Regions from separate parts of the Zea mays genome. Here region 2 is linked to region 1. Evidence: chromatin contacts called from public Hi-C data. All regions are on one chromosome and are shown on one strand. Each heading gives the region's core, a stretch centred on a gene start, on an enhancer-like site or on the middle of the called end of the contact. The rest is flanking DNA. Distances are from core to core; before and after follow the strand shown. Region 1 holds the start of LOC103629219 (G-type lectin S-receptor-like serine/threonine-protein kinase At2g19130). Region 2 holds the start of LOC103646603 (putative receptor-like protein kinase).

What was found. Hi-C and Micro-C count contacts between places; a contact is called where the count stands out from the background.
Region 2: a contact with region 1 is called in a Hi-C map of ear, with 3 times the contacts expected there. The contact joins the promoter of LOC103646603 here to the promoter of LOC103629219 in region 1. A contact is called at or near these places in 8 of 25 Hi-C or Micro-C datasets (bundle sheath, ear, endosperm and 2 more) and 1 of 3 datasets of contacts at active chromatin or transcription factors (leaf).

Annotation. Positions count from the first base shown.
Region 1 is chr6:41,488,704-41,491,266 of Zm-B73-REFERENCE-NAM-5.0, reverse strand. LOC103629219 (G-type lectin S-receptor-like serine/threonine-protein kinase At2g19130) reads left to right here and starts at 1,289. Exons shown (of 1, transcript XM_008650393.4): 1 at 1,289-2,563. The coding sequence starts at 1,432.
Region 2 is chr6:41,733,830-41,736,392 of Zm-B73-REFERENCE-NAM-5.0, reverse strand. LOC103646603 (putative receptor-like protein kinase) reads left to right here and starts at 1,268. Exons shown (of 5, transcript XR_004850110.1): 1 at 1,268-1,560; 2 at 1,789-1,882.

The DNA of each region.
Region 1 (2,563 bases), core at 40-2,539:
ACTTGTCATGCCGATCGTTGCTATGAACGGAAGACATAGTGTGTGTGGGTTTGTGTCATTGTGTGGGTGACTGAGACGCTCGCGCGACGTGTGAAGCATGGATTCGCTGAGGACGGAAAGTGGATAGACGAATTGGATTATATATGATCGACGTGAAGAGGACGTGTCTTGTAGGCTATTTCAAATAATAAAATAAGTTATTTGTAAAATTATAACGTGGATCGTCTTTAAAATTGATGTTTTAATATAGTATAGACGGAGACAGAGAGAGAAACACGTGTGGGAGCTCCTCAGCGAGCAAAACACGCCCCCTGCTTACGTGTGAAAAAGAGAGCAAGGGGGCATGCATGCGCTTCTCTACCAGATTCGTACGCCGCGTACTCGCATCGCTATCTTTGAGTAGTGCGTATGCTCATCCACGCCGATCGATGCTTTGATTGGAGCTCTGCACGGTGGTGACCAAACATCACCTCAGACGTACGACGACGCAACAAGCTAAGGCAGTAACAGTCATGCTAGCTCCCCGTTCCATCTGTCTTGACGCATCGCATGCATCGACCGGATGAGAATGAGACAAGACCTACGTGGTGTCGTGTCGCTAGCCCGGTGAGATATTTCTGCCGACGATCCGGCCGGGGTCGGTCGACGCATTGCATGGGCAGGAGAGGCTGTACGTGGCCCTTGCGGTGCCAAGCATAGCGCAACCACGGCGACGTACGACGCGCCAGCATTTTGTCATTACCATGAATGGTGCTGCACTCATCACCGGGCGATCGACATGTTGATGGTCAGCGCCGGGTCCTTCACGCCGGCCGCCGGCCACCACACCAGTCGCGCGCGGCATGCATGGTCGTACGTACGTGTAGGCCACCATCTATATGTCCGCTCGCGCAGGGACTACTCATGGTAATGTATCCGTAGCTAACGTGCTGCTGCTCCAACCCACAGCGTAGTCCTGTGGTCGATGGATTAGGACATCTCATAACTATCTTGACCCGGCCGGCGCCCGCTGCTCATCCCCACTCTGTCCTTTCTTCCTAACTAACTTCGACTAGTCGTCAACTCGCTGTAGACTCTCTTTAATCTGTAAGCAGTACGAAAGGATCTCATCGTAATGGTTAAGGCTTTTGTTGGATCGACAAATTTCGAGTTTAATTAAAAAAATCCCCACGATGTACCTCACTTCCTGTGTCAGAGATCGATATCCTGCACGCCACCTTCCGACTAATCTGTTGCAGAGTAGTCAATTAATCGGTCCGTTAGCTATAGAATCAGGATTCGTGGGTTTTCTGGCTCGAACCATGTTTTGGTTTTTTTAATAATATAATACAATACCGGTACAGCGGGCCGACTTATTTTAATCTGTAACAAGTAAGATCGCTATACCTGCATGCATATCTATTGCCGGTGTGTGTGCTCGCTGCTACTCGTATGTCGTATCCACCATCATCGTCTCCAAACTTGCCTCTCGTGCTCCGGCCTCCGGCTCCGGCCATGCCGCCTCCCAATAACCGTCTCTGCGTAGCACTAGCTATTGCGCTCGTCGTCTTCTCTTCGCTGCACACTCCAGCTGCTGCTTCTGCTGCTGACGGCGACACTCTTGCGGCAGGCCAGGCGCTCGCCGCCGGCGACAAGCTCGTCTCCCGCAACGGCAAGTTCGCGCTCGGCTTCTTCCAGTTCCGGCAAGCCCTGCCAGGCGGCGGCGGCACCGGTACGTCCGCATCCGTCGTCGTCCCTTCCCCCGGCTGGTACCTCGGCGTATGGTTCAACAAGATCCCGGTCTGCACTCCGGTCTGGATCGCCAACCGAGACAGGCCCATCACCGAGTCCGAGCTCAAGGTAGCCCAATTCAGAGTCGCATCGACAGACGGCAACAACAAGCTGCTCGTCGTCGCCACCAGTAACACTAACACCAGCGCCGACAATTCCATCATAATCGTCGCCAACACCACCACGAACGGTAGCAGCGTCCATGTCGTGCTCATGGACACCGGCAACCTTGTCCTCCTGCCGCAAACTGAAGCCCTACTATCCTCTGCTTCAGCGCCCGCCGCCAGCTCCTCCTCCTCCTCCTCCTCCTCCTCCTCCTCCTCCTCCTCCTCCCTGTGGCAAAGCTTCGACTACCCGACCGACGTCGGGCTCCCCGGCGCCAAGATCGGCTGGACCAAGCTCGCCGGCGGCCGCTACTTCAGCCGCCAGTTCATCTCGAAGAAGAGCCTGGTGGACCCGAGCCCCGGCTCCTACTCCATCAGCATCGACACCAACGGATTCATGCAGCTGACTCGCAACGCCCCGAGCGTGCAGTACTGGTCGTGGACGTCGGGGAGCCTGGGAAACCTCGTGACGGCGCTGACTGCCCTGATCGACATGGATCCCAGGACCAAGGGGCTGCTGAAACCGGGCTACGTGGCCACCGCCGACGAGGTGTACTTCACCTACAGCATCACCGACGAGTCGGCCTCCGTGTTCGTCCCCGTCGACGTCACCGGCCAGCTCAAGCTCATGCTCTGGTCCGACTCCAAGCGGGCCTGGGAGACCATCTACGCCCAGCCTTCTGATTTCT
Region 2 (2,563 bases), core at 19-2,518, 250 kb before region 1:
CTAATAAAATTTGACCAACTTATTAAAAGCAATGCTCAGCTTTAACCCCTATTGTTGATCAACCTTACACATCACATGAACTCCCACCTTTGGTGAGTTCATACCCACTGGTTTCCCCACAACTTGTTGAGCTATGATCATGTGTGAGCTCACCCTTGCTGTCTCACACCCCCACAGGAGAAGAACAGGTGGTTCAAGAGGAGCCACACCTCGAGGAGTTTGACTTGATCTAGGTGGCGTCTCCCAGTTGACTTTCTGGCGCCAAGGATGGACTTTAGTTCGATCTATATTTATATTTTGTAAGACTTCCGCTATGTAATAAGTACTCTGACTATATTGTGACATTTATCTCTATACACTCTGTTATTATATATGTTGTCTTCTTTGGCGCATGTATGAGATGCACCCGGCTTTGTTCCTTAAATCTGGGTGTGACATGCACATTCTTCTAGATCCATCCTATTTATCCACAAAAAGAACAGGGGATCCCCAAGGTGATGAGCTAGGCCAGATAAAACTCCTTTCTAGCAACTATTCTATTTGTTTCTTTAGCTCACCTAAGTCTTTAACATCCATCCTATATGGTCTTTTAGAAATAAGTGTGGTGTCATGCTTTAACTCAATAGAGAACACTATATCTTGATCGGGTGGCATACCTAGTAATTCTTTTGGGAGTACATCTTGAGGGTCATTTAAAACTTATCTAAGACGTGCACGGTGTGTTTCACATATCGCAACTTAAAAAGTGCTTAAGAGTACCCACGTTAATGCCCCCCATGCAAGGGAGCCGCCGCTGATCGGAGCGAGTCTAACGACCTTGAAGAGCGTTGTCCGTCCCCTCTGAGGTTGTGCGTTCGTCTCCGCCGAGGTTGCGCTGCGCTAGACCGGAGCACGTGGACCGCAATCAACAGACTCTTCACTCTTGTTCTTAATCAACAGACTCTTCACTCTTGTTCTTGGTATATAAACGTAATCCAATCTACTAATTCATTTTTAGATCATCTCTAAGAGACTAGATTAGCCAAATGGCTCGTTAAACCAAATTTCAACTAATCAACAGTAAAATAACACTTTAACATATTAACCATCTGACTCGTCAAACTATCTTACTCTTTAAATCGACTCTCTCACTAGATAAACTTGGCTAGCTGCTGTGACTTACCAAATTAGAGCAGTAAGATACTATATATAAAGTGTGATTTTTTTTAAAAAAAAGATAAATAGAGAGTCAATATAAAGACAAAAATGAGGAGTCGTGCTGTGATACACGCGTTTTCAGTTGCTGGATCTTGGAAGAAGAAAACAATATCCGGTTGCTGATTTGTTTAATGCAAGGTGAACGCGAAAACAGCTGGATCTGGGGAGGGGACGGGCTGCCAGAGCTCGTGCCATTTGCTCCAAACAAGGGTTGACCGGCGCGCAAAGCAAATCCATTCGCGCCCCCGCAGCGTTGGAACGCCAAGATTGAATAGATGGTGGTGGTGGACAAAGAAAGCTTAGTGCCTGGTGGCGGCGGCATCTGATTCTGATTTCTGGAGACTCCCTCCTTTTTTTTAGCAGGTGAGAGTGAGCTTATCTTATCTGTTTGTCGAATGCTCCAGAGTGACCTGGTCTGCTGGACATTCGTGGTTGTGCTGAGTAATGATTGCTGAGTAGTAGACATAGAGCATCCATATGTAGTCCAATCAGAAATCATATGTTGGAAGATTATCACTAACAGCCGTGGTCTCTTTCTCACTGTGTATGGAAACTAAGTCCATGTTATATATACTTTTTGTGGGGCGCCAGTATTCAAGGAGGAGGGGTGGCTAGATCTGCTGTAGCGGATGCCAACAGAAATGGACAAGGAAAGAGGTGCCAGCGCATAAGGAGAAAGGGGCAGGTAACAGCCATGGCTATAAATCAGGGATATGATTGTTACTCAGTTTCCTTAGTTTGTTTCAAAATAATACTTCCTAGTCCCAAAATATAGTTCTTTCTAGGCTATATTTTATCTGTCCACATCCATTCAAATCAAATAATAATGAATATAGATATGCATGCAAACTACATTCATATGTTACTTAATGAATGTGTAATTAGTCTAAAACAAACTATATTTTGGGACCGAGGGAGTAGCAGATTAGTTTTCCTAAAAGTATTAAATGGTTTTCTTAAGCTATAAGTTGCCTACATCTATAAAGGCGCAGGTTGTAGTTCGTATTCGGCATCAAATGAATAAGATAAGATATCCCAGTTTGGGGCGGGATCACATATGATCATCTTGGCTAGAGATGGCCAAACGGTCCGTCCGGCCCGTGTCCGATGAAGCCCGGCCCGTGCTCGGTGAAGCCCTGCCCGTTTTGGGCCCGGTTAGAAAATCGGGTCGGGCCATCCAAACCCGCGGGCTCGTTTTTCTGTCTGAGCCTGGCTCGATGCGGGCCTAAACGGGCCGGGACAGCCCAGTAAGCACGGTTTAGTGTAAAAAACGGATTTGACGGGCTTAGAGGTAAACGGACCGTGCCGGGCTAGTTCATCGGGCTTAGTTTCCTGTCCGAGCCTGGCCCGCTTATTTGTGCTGGGC